2 separate regions of the Zea mays genome follow, and region 2 is linked to region 1. A link is a contact called in public Hi-C data. All regions are on one chromosome and are shown on one strand. The core of a region is the stretch at or near the end of the contact, and the rest is flanking DNA. Distances in the headings are between cores, read along the strand shown.

Region 1 (7,064 bases), core at 1,783-4,282:
GAACAACAGAAAACAGAAAAAAGATAAAACAGAAAAGGGCAAATGTAAAAAGGAGTGTTTGGCCCAGCCCACTAGGCAGCCCACGACTGCCCCTTGTACTTATCGCTTCTCCTATGCTGCACGTCACCTGGGAGCACTCTGCTTCTCCATCACATAGGCTGCATCTCCCTCCATCACGCATGCACAGCACCACCACATCTCCTGCCTCATGGCTCACACAGGTGCAGCGTCGCCCTCCCTCCCTCGCACTGCTCTTGGCTGTGTGCTCTCAGCCTGCCCTCCACTCCTTACCTCTTGCTGCTGCTCCCTCAGATCCCCATCTTGATCAACCGCCGCCTTCGTCGCAGATGACCCAGGTGGTGCAGGATTTGGTGGGGTTGAGTGAGGCAGCTGTCTGGGAGCTCTCTGCTTCTCCTTCATGCCGTCTGGGAGCTCTCTCGCTACTTTTGGCTAGGCGTTGGAGACGCCCTACTCCCTGCGAATGCCTTGTCACCTAGGCGACAACTTTAAAAAAAGGCTAATATATTCTTCATATGACCATGACTATTGGAGAAACAGTGCAGACAAGAACAATTAAATGTCCATTACGAATTTAACGAACTTAAAGGTGAACCTGGTGAAACAGGGAGACACTTCTAACTGCAGACACAGCTAAGGATCTAGATGGTCCTTAGCATGCAACTAGTATTGATGGGATGAAGATGCAACAGTGTTAATGAGAATATCGGGTGGCACTCACAATGTTACAGCTGTAAAAGAGTACAAAATCACTTGGTTGTGAAAAGGAAACATGTACATGTGAAAGAATGATACCATCAAGAAGCAGCCTCAGGAGGGGTTGCAATCGTCCATTTTCAGCCATCTGTCTAACATTTTTTTCACAGCTCTCTAAATTTTCCAATGTCTTCTCAGCTCTGTCAACAATGAGCAAGTTTTCTACTTTACTGCTTGACAAACCAACAAGTATAAGAATAGCTCCAGAAACACTGCCAATTCTTTCTGAAAGAGCCTTATTTTCTGAAAGTTCAAACAACAGTGACACCGCTTGCTCCTTTTCCTGAGTCTGCCCATGATTTAAGAACTTTACAATTGTGCGAATATTGTCTCCAGCGGCAATCTCAACCTTCAGGTAATGTTTCAAGATAACATAAAGTCAAGATCTGAAGCATCAAAAGATATTACAAAGTTAAAATCTGCTAACAAATCAAGCAGCAAAAGAAAAGAACCTTATTTTCATTGTCATCTTTTGCAATGGAGCAAAGAGTCCCTAGTGCCGCTTGGCGTACTTTCGTACTGCTATTCTTCAACAAGTCAGCAATCATGATTATCAACCCATCTCTTCTCACAACCTGCCTGTTAGATCGACTTCTCTGACATATCTCATCAACATACTGGAGTGCTTGTAGGATATCACTTTCTGTGCTGTCAGAAGTCAATGACTTACGAGCGACGTCAAGTTTGGCCGCCTCGTTGCGATTCATCCATTCATCAATAGTGTTCCTCAGAGCTATGCTTGGATTTAACTCAGTGTTGCTGAGCTCCATCTTAGTTACAGGGCAGACAAGCCTCCTTCCACTGCTAAGACATTCATTGAAATAATTCAAAATGGCATTGCGTTCAAACGTAACACCACTGTCAATAGAAACAGGATCCCGCATAACCTGTTTGGTAAGCGGGCATAGGAACGACTCATATATAGGTTCAACACGCAAGCTATCAGTGGCCTGTGACATTGAATCATAATGACCATCCTGGACTTCTGCCATCACTAGTGAAACACTGCAAACAAGTTAAAAGGTGCTACGTTAACATAGGTGGCATGTTGATATATGATTGCAAGACACACGGACTTGAAGCAACAGTTGCAGTTGCTTCGAATTCAAAGAGCAAAACAGAGATTCATGTCCATATCCACAATGAACAAAAGGAAATTGAATGAACCAAGTGGTACTATGATCCATAAAATGAATAACACCAAAAAAAAATACATTGGCTGTGGCTATAGCAGGACTTTAACTTATGGCTCCATAGCAGGACCTAGGGTACGCCAAACCAGTGCTCCAATAGATAAATGGATATAATCCAAAGAACAATCCAGCATGCATACAAGTATAAGACAGCTAAAAATGCAGTAATGTATTTAGAAGAACCCGTAACATATTGAACGCGAAAAAATAAAATTCAAAACTTGCAATGTCTGTGTTCCTCTTCATACCCAAATAATTCTACAAAGAAAATATGAAATAAATCAACAATTAGCAAATGAATCATCAATTACAACAGGAAAAAATTGCATAACTCCTAGCCCAACCCGTGCTGTCCAGTAGAGCACAATAGCAACCAGCAAGCTAGGGTTTGCACGTTGCACCTTGCCACCATACCTTGGGCTGTTGGGCAGACCCGGTGTTGGATCGGCGGGCGTCGAGAACGGCGGCGAGACGGAGGAGGCGCGGACGCCGAGGGCTCGAGACAGGACCAGAGGAGGGGATTCGCCGCTTGAATTCAGTTCGCCGGCGCGAATTCACCACCAGCAGCCGGTCCCGGTCGCCGCACGCCGCTTCTGGGACTGGGAGGGTCGCGAGTCGCGCCGCGGTCACGGCCGGGGCCGCCCTTCCGCTCCGTCGGCGGGTCGAGTGGCCCACGGGGAACGGGGGAAACTGAAAAGCGCTACCCGAGCATGAGGGGCGGTCAGGTCAGGCAGCGGATCTGTGGCGACGGATCCCGCCCGCGGGGGGCCGAGCGTCGAGATGGCGCCGGGAGGGGGAGGGAGAGAGGAAGGCAGAGGAAGGAATGATTGGCGGCGTTGCGCTCGACTGCTCGTCCGCTGCCGCTACTGCGACGAGGAGCTAGCAAGTAAGCAAGAGAAGGCAACCCGCGGACCGGACGCGGCTCCCCTGGACTCGGACTGCAGTCTGCAGAGGCAGGCGTCGTAGAATGACTCCGGAATCCAGAGACAGCGTGGATTAATGATGGGGGCATGATTGGTTCATGAATCGGCTTGTTTTCCGGATACCTTGTGGGCCGGAAAGGGCTGTTGATGGGCCGGAAAAAATACACCACGGCATCACCGTCCTCTGTCGATGACAATTTAATCCGTGGATTTAATATCCGTCGGATATTCGATTCGACGGATCCGGATATGGATATGTTTTTTGACCCACGGATTAGACCTGTATCCAATCTGAGATAAACTGGGCATAAATTTGGATATTAAATCTCACCCGCAGGTTACCAGTTGGATAACCGAAATTAACCAATACTTTAATTTTTTTGCCCAGACAAGTAGACAGCCCAGCCGGGAGCCGGCCCAGCCCACACATGGACACACCGACATCACTGCATCAGCAAACCCTAATCCCTAACACTAGCAATTTATCTATTTTGTTGTTTACCATGATGAATATGATTCTACTATTATTAACTAAAAAATTCAACCTTGGCTACTATAGTGGTGGTTCTGTGCTGAGATTTCATGGTATGTTTTCCATATATAATTTCTTTATGATAAAACATTATAACTAGAAAATAAAATGTTCTTTGATTTGCATGTCTCCTGCTATTACGCACTAGCATATTGTCGTAGTCACATGTACAAGGCTTAGACGCTCAGCTAGTATAGTAGTATTCTTGTATTCTTACATTTTGACTGATGATTAGGAAGAAATTTGATTAATTATGTTATTGAATTGTTGAAAATAGTTTTTTGTCATATTCGATGGATATCTGATGGATATCCGAAACCCGATGGGTATGGGCATGCATATGAATTTCTACCCACGGGTATAGTCGCGGGCGGATATTTACAGTATCTGATTCGAATCCGACCCGTTGCCATCCCTAGTCAATGACATGCCAAGGACGTCACAAGAACAACCACAAGGACGGCACGGTTTCAACTCAATTATGAGTCGTCCTCTATCATTGGTGATTTCAACTTCTGTCCCTCGTTAGAGGATATAAAGCCAGGTGAGAATGTGTCGTAGATGAATCTCTTCAACTCAATTATTAGCAGTCTTAGAATCATTGAAATCTCTCTAAAGGACAGAAGCTACACTTGGAGCAATATACAATCGAATCCCTTACTAGTTCAGCTTGATTGGTGTTTCACTTCTATCAACTGGACCTCCACTTACCCCAATACCTTGTTTACTCCCCTTGCCAAGACTATTTCTGATCACATCCCTTGTGTGATTAAGATTGGTACTTCCATTCTCAAAGCTAGTTTCTTTTGCTTCGAAAATTATTGGATTGATCTTCCTGGCTTCATGAATGTAGTCCATAGTGTTGGATAAATGTGGGCTTGGCTCAATTAATATTCAATAATAGTCAATGCTAATGACCCACTTTAAATGCTATGGTGTATTAATAATTTAGCATTGTATTGGAAGTTTAAGGGACAAATCAATCGACTTAAATAGGTGGACTGTTGATGCATCTATTGAGAAGTTGAGAAAATGATGAAGGACTGTCATGCGCGCGACGCCGTTGCACTTGTTTTATTGTTGTTTACTGCTTATACGAGTAGTTATGAAACATGCATATATATATATCATCACATATATGCCATTGTTTTCTGGGTTAAATTAAAACTAAAAATGCCTACATTTCTAATAATCCAAAAAATTGATATTAGTCATTTTTCTGTTAGTAGTTTTGTTGCTACATTAAAACCAAGTGAATCATTTGATGGGAGGTTTTACAAGAGATGGTGTAGTAAGATGATATTGTGATTGACTGCAATGAACTGCTTTCACACTGCACAGGGAAAACCCGAATAGTTCACTCCTGAAGAGGAGAAAATGTTCGACATTGTCGATAACATGTTTCGAAGCGTCGTTATTGATGCTCTTGACAACAAGTATGTTGATTCTTATCTAACGTGCACATCTGCAAAAGAATTATGGGATGCATTACATGAGAAATTTGGTGTTTCTAATGTCGGTAGCGAGATGTACATCATGGAGCAGCCGTTTGACTATAAGATGGTGGAAAATCGTCCTGTAGTTGAACAGGCTCATGAAATAAAAGCATCGGCCAAGGAACTCGAACAATTCTCATGTGTCTTGCCTAACAAGTTCGTGGCTGACGGTATTATCGCTAAGTTGTCGTCTTTTTGGATGGACTTTGCTACAACTCTAAAACACAAGAGACAAGAGTTTAGTGTGGCTGGACTTTTTGGTTCTCTTGATGTTGAGGAGAGGGCGAGAGCAAAATACACTCGTGAAAAAGGAATTAAGACTTCTAGTGCCAATATAGTACAAAATAAAAATTACAATGCATCACGTAATAATAAAAAGAAGAATAAGCAACAGAATGCCACGAAGCCCAAGCAGGAAGCCACGTTCAAAAAGAAGAACAAAGGAGCTAGTTGCTTTGTTCGTGGGAGTACTAATCATTGAACAAGTGTTTGTCCATATCGCAAATTTAAGCAAGAGAAAAAACCAGCTCAAGAGAAGAAAACAGTAAACATGGTTATTAGCGAGACTAGAGAAGGAACATCGATTTAAGGTAATCTTTTATCTACTGTTCTTTCAGTGTGTCAATCCCCTGAGTGGTGGGCTGATATTGGCGCTAATATTCATGTGTGTGCAGATATTTCTTTGTTTTCTTCTTATCAGTGCAAAGGGACTGGAGCTTTGATGATGGGGAACTGATCGCATGCGCGTGTTCTTGGTGTTGGTACAGTCATTCTGAAGTTTACTTCGGGAAAGACGGTGCTATTGAAGAACGTGCAGCATGTCCCCTCCTTCAAAAAAATCTAGTTAGTGGCTCACAATTATGTAGAGATGTCTACAAATTTGTTTTGAGTCTAATAAATGTATATTGTCTAAGTATGGGACATTTGTCGAAAAAGGCTATGACAGTGAAAGCTTGTTCCATTTATCTTTGCATGATACATGTAATAAGTATGTGAACAATATTGTTTCGAATGAGTCAAATGTTTGACATTCACGACTTTGTTATATCAATTTTGGTTGTGTCTCGCGGTTAGCAAATTTAAACTTAATCTCATAATTTGATTTAGTCAAAGGTTCTGAGTGCCAGGTGTATGTGCAATCTAAGCAACCTCCCAAGCCTCATAAGGCTGTAGAGGCGAGGAATTTTGCACCACTAGACTTAATACATTCTGATTTATGTGAGATGAATGGAATATTGACAAGAGGAGGCAAGTGATACTTTATTACTTTTATCAATGATTCTACTAGATTTTGTTATGTGTATTTTTAAAATAAAAAGATGAAGCCTTGCATTATTTTAAGACCTACAAAGCTGAAGCTAAAAATCAACTCGAGATGAAAATTAAACGGTTAAGGTCTGATCACGGTGGAGAATATTTTTTGAGTGAATTTTCTAATTTTTGTGTGGAACATGGTATTATTCATGAGAGGACACCACCATACTCACCACAATCCAATGGGGCTGCTGAAAAAAGAACCGTACTCTAACTGATTTGGTAATACCATGTTAGAGACTTCGGGGATATATAAGGAATGGTGGGATGAGACGATCTTGATTGTGTATTATGTCATGAATAAAGTTCCCACAAAGAACAAAGAAATCACACCATTCAAGGAATGGGAAAAGAAGAAATTAAATATCTCCTATTTACGCACCTGGTGTTGTTTGGCTAAAGTGAGTGTGACAATTAACAAGAAGAGCAAATTAGGACCGAAAACTGTTGATTGTGTTTTCCTTGGGTATGCTTTCCACAACATTGGATATATGTTTTTAATTATAAACTCTAGAGTATCGGTTGGTTGGTACAATTATGGAGCCAGAGATGCTACGTTTTTAGGATGGATTTCGTATGAAAATTACACATGATATGTAACCAACGATACCCCATGAGCATTTGATTCCGATAGAACACACTGAGGAATCCCATATACATAATCATGTGGAAGATGACAATGTATCAACTCAAAAGAGTAAGAGACCAAGGACTGCAAAGTCCTTTGGTGATGATTACATTGTATATCTTGTGGATGACACACCAAGTACCATTAAAGAGGCATATTCATTTCCTGATGCTGGCTTTTGGAAGGAAGCAATAAGGAGTGAGA
Region 2 (7,064 bases), core at 3,208-5,707, 410 kb after region 1:
GATGATGCTGGTGGCGGCGACAAGCGCGAGACCAGCGACGCGTTGTGCGGAGGGAGGGGTGGCGGCGAAGCTTTTGTTGATGGAGGAGGGCGGGGATCCTCGGCATCTTCCATGCTCATATCATGTACGGGTCCTCGGCCACCTTCCGCAGATGGAGGCGGGCATTGATGGCGGGGATCCTGGATCGGCGTGGGGAGATGGAGGCGGGCAGTGGATTGAGGCGGGGTACGGGGCGCGATGAATGTCGTCGCCGCCAGGTATGGAATGGGGATCGGCGTGGGGAGGAGGGTGGGGATCCTCAGCAACCTTCCATGCTCATATCGCGTACAGTCCTCGGCCACCTTCAGCAGATGGAAGCGGGCGTTAATGGCGGAGCAGAGGGGTAGGAGATCCTTGCCATCTTCCATCGACGGCGTGGGGAGGAGGAAGGGGCGGATCAGCGTGGGGAGGATGGCTGAGATCGCGTATGGGTCTGATGGCAGAACCGTGCGCCATCCTGGACTGTAGACGTCTACAATACAAACATAAGGAGTAGTAGAGATAGTTGAGGATCTGCGCTCATTCATCTTAAAAGAAAGTCATTCCATAAAAAGAAAAATATCACGATGCTACCAACCGTATCTATAAAGTCTTTTTTACTAATGTATTCCTTTTTTTACGTTACAAATTTAATTGGTACCTAGTCTATGTGAACGTACCTACATGGTACATGTCGTGTGCATGCATGCGCAGGCACCACCAGGGGAGCCGTGAGTCTCGAAATAACCACCGGGGCAACCGCCAGGCCCGGGCAACCGCGCGTCCACGCGCAACCGCCGGTGTCACGCATCGCGTAGCTACATAATTCTGCACCATGCATCGCCACCACCGCCCCGCCCCGTCCTCTCTCCATCGGCCATCTCTGGCGCATGATCGAACCGCACGACCGAGGCAGCAAGTGACTCGCAGACAGCACCATGCAGGCGATGCGTCCGGCCGCGGAGGGGGAGGCACAGGAGCAGGCGGTGAGGGCGGAGGCGGACGAGGTGAAGAGGGAGGTGGCGAAGGCGCACGAGGAGGAGGAGGCGGTGCCTGAGGAGAAAGACGTGGCGGTTGTAGGGGAAGAGGCGGAGGCGGAGGCGGAGACGGAGACTGAAGGCGAGGCGGAGGCAGAGGTCGAGGTCGAGGCCGAGGTCGAGGTGGAGGCGGAGGCCGGTGCATCGTCTGCGAAGAAGAACCGTATCCAGGTGTCCACCAACAAGAAGCCGCTCTATTTCTACGTCAATCTCGCCAAGGTTTGTACTCCACTGTGCCTCCACTTTTCGCAACACAGCTGTTTCATGATCGCTATGTGAGTGTTGTTGGGTGCAGAGGTACATGCAGAACTACGACGAGGTTGAGCTCTCCGCTCTGGGGATGGGTAATCTCCTACTCATCAATCACATACCCATACTATTCTTGCCCGGCCAGCTAGTTGATGAACGCTATGTGGTGAATGGTTGCAGCCATTGGTACCGTGGTGACCGTCGCTGAGATCCTCAAGAACAATGGCCTCGCCACTGAAAAGAGTAAATAATTACCATGCACCTGAATCTTGAAGCTTTAGTTTAGTTTTTTCCATATATATCCCACAATAATGCCTCTATTATCTATATTTATATCCTGTGTAGAGATCCTCACATCAACCATCGGCACCAAGGATGAGGCGAAGGGCCGGCTTGTCCGTAAAGCCAAGGTGAGCTACGATCCTTCTGCAGGATTCAAGATCCAAATGTCGTCGTCGTACGTTTCATCAATTCGATCGCATGTCCGAGTGTGTGTTTAATTTCCAGATCGAGATCCTGCTGTGCAAATCAGAGAACTTCAACAGCATCATGTCGAGCAAGAAGTCCGAGCGCCCGAAGCCGCCCGCCGAGGAAGAGATCAAGGTGTGATCTATCCGACCAACGAACTTCTCCATCGGCCAGCGCAGCATGCATGCAGAGGGCCTTCTTCCCTAGCTAGCTAGCTAGCTAAGCTCCCCTGTTCCATTTCCAGAGGCTGGCAGCTCACCACACAGCTCAGCTCGGATTATTGATAATGGGGCATCGCGGCAGTCTGATTAAGTACTAGTAAATCATTCATGTCATGCATGGCACATTAATTACCTTATTATTAGTCCTTGCTGAGATGGATCAGATCTTGTGAGTTAAGTAAAGCATGCAAGATATGTCGACAGACACTACATGAGATGACACGGTTCTACAACTCTACCGGAGTCTCTAGTTTGTTCTGCTTCTGCATGCCTTTGGCGTAATGTAAACGAACGCTAAGGTTTCTGTAATTTTGCTGCTGTCGCGCTGGCAGTTTGGTTCCAGATGAACCGTTACTGATCTCGCACACCACACTAATCTGTGTGAGAAAGAAATATTGTTATTTGTAAAAAAAAAAAAGGCTATCGTTAGGACTAGGGATGGATATATCGAGGCTCGGCTTGGTCGAGCTCGAGCTGACTCAGTTCCGCTCATTAAGGAACTAAGCCAGAGAATTATCTCGGTTCGACTCGTTTGCAAGCTCGATCGAACTCTTTTAGCTCGCAAGAAAAGGCAATATATAAATATATATACAACAACATAATCAAGTATTCATCATTTCTAGGCTAATTTAACACTAGGATATAAAAATAATACTCACAATTTCATGCATCATATCAATTCAACATCAAATTAACATAGTTCATCACTTATTAGTTCATTCAACACAAGTGCATGCTTTGTTTTACTGATAAATGGTAGCTCATTCGAGCTAACGAGCGAACTTGAGCTCAGTTCGAGGTGGCTGAACACGAGTCGAGCGAGCTTACAAGCCACAAGTATTTTGTCCAATCCTAGTTAGGACTAGTTAAACGTATCTAATTGTGACAAAGTTTTAGCAAAAATGTGCTAACACATACAAGTTTAAATAATGCACAGTAATTACATATTTCATAGGAGAAAAAACGAATACCCCGTTTGGATGTAGGTATTGGTACACAGAATTGGAAATTGGAATAAGCTTTCTTGAATTCTGTCGTTTGGTTGCACATGTAATTGAGATTTGGAATCAGAGAGTCAATTACGTGGAATTAGAATATAACTAGATTCTCTCTCTCTCTCCAAATTCAGAGGATCACTCCTTTGTATTGCGTGGAATTAGACCATCTAATTCTAAACTCCAATACAGTGACATCCAAACAACAGAATTGGAATTGCATCTTATTTCAATACCATAGCTGATTTGGAATTAAAATCAATTCAATTCCATGCCCTCCAATACCGACATCCAAACAAAGCATAAATTGATTTTGTAGATGTTTGTGCACATTGTTTTTTTAATTTTTATAAATGAGCACGAGGCCGAAAACGGTAGGGTGACCTATAGATGGTCAAATGAGCATCACGACACTAACACTATTAGGTCTTGTTTGGGATAGCTCCAGCTCCAAAAAATGGAGTTGATGGAGCATGTCATTAGGTGCTTCAGAAAAATCATGAAGATAGCGCTATAAGCCTTTATAATACATTTAGATAAGTCATTTTGTTTATTATTTAGATTAAAAATATTTTTAAAACTATTTAAATTAATATTATAAACTACAACTCCACACTGGAGCTGGAACCTGGAGCCATCCCAAACACCCCTTAGTAATTGCGTCGTGTCGGCACTAATACCTAGCCATCGGCCCAGGCACGTGGAACCTGGAGCCATCCCAAACAACCCCTTAGTAATTGCGTCATGTCGGCACTAATACCTAGCCATCGCCCCAGGCACGTGGAACCTGGAGCCATCCTAAACAACCCCTTATTAGTAATTGCGTCGTGTCGACACTAATACCTAGCCATCGGTCCAGGCACGACACCATAATGCCTAATTGTGACATGCTGACACTATACGACACTACCATCAAATAGTGCTTATGTGACCCAAACACTTTCATTTTAAGAGCTGATATATATATATATATATATATATATATATATATATATATATATATATATATATATATATATATATATATATATATATTAAACTTGAACATTCATACCATTATAAAGTGGATTTATTAGATTTAAAATACTAACAAATCACAAATCATAATCACATGCACACAACACAATCACATGCACGTCATTGGACCGTGTCATACCGGCATGAACATTATATATAAATCATGCTTGTGTCATGCCGAAGCACTACGAATCATGTTGTGCTTAGTGCCGACCCATTTAGCATGCTCCACTTAGCCATCTATAAAGTGACCTATCACAGAGGTGGAGACAAAGATATTTGGTGTTGAGACACCGCAAAGGCGAAGGTGGGCAAACACAAATCTTCCCTTCCTCTTCTCTCCTCAACAGACACCTCCCCCTCTTCTCCTATACCGGTAGCCCCCCTCCCCTTCACCCCATCCCTAAACCTCCAATGTGTTAGAGAGAAGACGCATTCGTCCGAACGTGGATCGATCGCATGCCGCCGAGGAGGCCTGCTAGCCTAGGTCTCCAAGTGCGGCCGCCTGGGGCCAACGCCCAAGTGTGGAGGTCCGTGATGAGGAGTCACGGTCGCCGAGATCTGGATTGGGAGTGTGAGGGTGTGATGTAGAATATAGCAATATGAGTGACTCTTAACTATTTGACATCCTTATGAAAATCTCTTAATCATGTGTAACTGATTCATGAATCACTAACATAACATTTTATATGACACTCACCGTGCAAACCACGAAGGTCTTTTGACCAAACTTAGAGTGAACTGTATTCGCATTTAAGACTCCAAATTTATTATAAAAAATTATTTTATACTTAGTCTAATGATAATTATTTTATGTCATAAACATCAATTTTTTTATCTATAATTAGTTAAATTTAAATAGTAAAACATGGTATCGTGTTTAAATTATACTCTTTCTATAACAGAGGAAGTATCAAGGTTGTCAAAAGTCAAAACCATTCTATACTATAATGTAGGCCCTGATTGTAACAAGTCTTGGCAGCTTTGTCCCTAGCTGGTGTTCTATCTCTCCACAGGGGATAGTTCTATTTCTAAATAAGGGTAGAAATGTATTCTACTCCATTCTAAATTCTAAATTGTTCTTATTTTCTAGATGCATATATATATATATATATAATAAAAACTATGTATAATAGAAGACTTGCAAACGGCCCTTCTGGTATAACGGGTAGGTTAGTTTCAAAAGGTTCTGTTTGACAGGTCTCAAAACTCTACTATCTGATCGGGTTATCCTCGTACGTTTCTCAACAGCACGAAGAATTATACCAAACCCATTATACAATCTCTGCCATTGTTCCCACAGCTGCAAGAGACGCAAATTCAGCAATCAGTATCGGCTACAATCCTGTATACATGCCCCCCACCCCTACCAAAATATTTTTTCTTATGTGCTAGCTTTGCTCTACAAACTAAGCAAACACCTACCCTGTCAGGGGCCGTCATACTCGACACGACGAAGAAAAACCAAACACATGCTTGGTTGCTTGGAACAATGAAGGTTGGAAGCAGCATTGGTGGCCTGGTGGGCTTGCGCCTTGCAGGCCTTAGCACAGGCAAATACTATACCAGATTTTTCTGTTTGAAGCGTCGTATCACCTTGGGCATGCTGCTGTCGACGCCTTTGACAATGGATTGAACTTTGATGAAGGTTTCTCAATTATAAATTTTTACGGGCTTCTCATAGGTGTGCCGATTCTGCAATCAATATTGAAAAAAACAATATTAAAAAAATCAAGAGACGGACTCTTCACGAAAATTCTGTCTCTACACGACTCTACACATAGTCTTTTAACTACATTTATGATGTAGAGGCTCTATGTTGTATCATACAGTTTTTTAGTTATCTTTTATACTTGGAAAACCAAACCAAGGCCTCTCGGGTTGTAGTCACAAGAAATAGGTACGGTGATAGCGACCCTCGACCCGAGAACATCATCCCCGACTTGAATACGCGGAGTCATTTTTGTTTTTACCATGTAAAAATCTCTCACAGGTAGCATATCACGTTTCTCAGCCCTATCGATCCGGGAACTTTGTGACTATGGGTTGTACATGCCCTAAGGGGGTAAGTGGAAAAATACCGAAAGAGTTTGTCTCTTCACGACTTCCTATACATATTCACTCTTAACTGTATTTATGATCTCGGGGCTCAAGGTTATATCATACAGTTTCTTAGCTATCTTTTATACTTGGAAAACCGATCCAAGGGCTCAGAGTTGTACATGCCCTTCTAATTTCTAAACACCCAACGACAAGTATATAAGCGGGCAAAAAGATATAAGAAATCACAGTCCCGTAAGCGCTGGCCATACGAGAGTAAAGCTAGAAGGACACAAACAAAACCATGAATAAGTTCATGGACACATCAAACATCTACTTCACTCATTTCACAACAGAATAGCATTGCATACCTGATTGGATGTGTAAGACCGTTTCGATGTTGTATCAGTGTGCTCCAAGCCAAGGTATTGTTCCCAAGCACCATATACATCTCTCCGCTGTATAATAAAAAGCAAAGCATCATGTATGAACAAAGTGAACAAGAGAAGGTATGCATTTAAGCATTCTGAAGAAATCACTTGCCTGAAAACGTGCTGATACAACGTCAGTGTCCTGGAGGTACTCTGGCCGGTTCATGGATATGAATGCAAGCTTCCACTGATCAAATAAGCATTATCAGTGTGAGGGAAGGGAGCTCTGGGTAAATTCATTATATAATAAATAGTAATAATATAATATATTACCTTGGAGAACTCATCATCAGGAACTCTAAGTTTTCTCTGGATGCGCTCCATTACCTCTGCAGCAGTCTCACCTTCCCGAATAACCATCAAAAAAGGATCTCCAAAATTTTGAATTTGTTGATTCTGGTTAGGGTCTTTCATGAAATGGTAAACATGAATCAATCGATCATGTGGGCCAAGATTCTTCTCTTCCTCTGGGATCTGTTCCAAAATTGACAGATGCAGTGTTATGCAAGACAACTTTACATAAGTATCACAGATGAATCTTCGTAAATATAATTGTATTTTTTTTAGAATAGATCGAAGGGTCAACAT

The links. A called contact is a pair of places that touch in the nucleus more often than the background predicts.
Region 2: a contact with region 1 is called in a Hi-C map of ear, with 1.9 times the contacts expected there. The contact joins the enhancer-like site here to the promoter of LOC103640871 in region 1. A contact is called at or near these places in 2 of 25 Hi-C or Micro-C datasets (ear and tassel).

What each region holds. Positions count from the first base shown.
Region 1 is chr10:12,695,249-12,702,312 of Zm-B73-REFERENCE-NAM-5.0, forward strand. It overlaps LOC103640871 (U-box domain-containing protein 43), which reads right to left and starts at 3,033. Exons shown (of 4, transcript XM_008664325.4): 1 at 2,382-3,033; 2 at 1,227-1,779; 3 at 814-1,123. The coding sequence starts at 1,766.
Region 2 is chr10:13,104,019-13,111,082 of Zm-B73-REFERENCE-NAM-5.0, forward strand. It overlaps LOC100383306 (ubiquitin carboxyl-terminal hydrolase 12), which reads right to left. Exons shown (of 31, transcript XM_020545177.2): 28 at 6,750-6,950; 29 at 6,589-6,663; 30 at 6,417-6,503; 31 at 5,139-5,700. The coding sequence ends at 5,659. It overlaps LOC103640873 (Alba DNA/RNA-binding protein), which reads left to right and starts at 879. Exons shown (of 5, transcript NM_001358374.1): 1 at 879-1,274; 2 at 1,351-1,399; 3 at 1,485-1,547; 4 at 1,650-1,714; 5 at 1,812-2,335. The coding sequence starts at 957. The coding sequence ends at 1,913. Within about 2 kb of position 4,458, at least 8 of the 20 cell types and tissues checked have an H3K27ac peak or open chromatin away from gene starts, as enhancers often do. A contact at or near this core is called in ear and tassel, where this site is marked.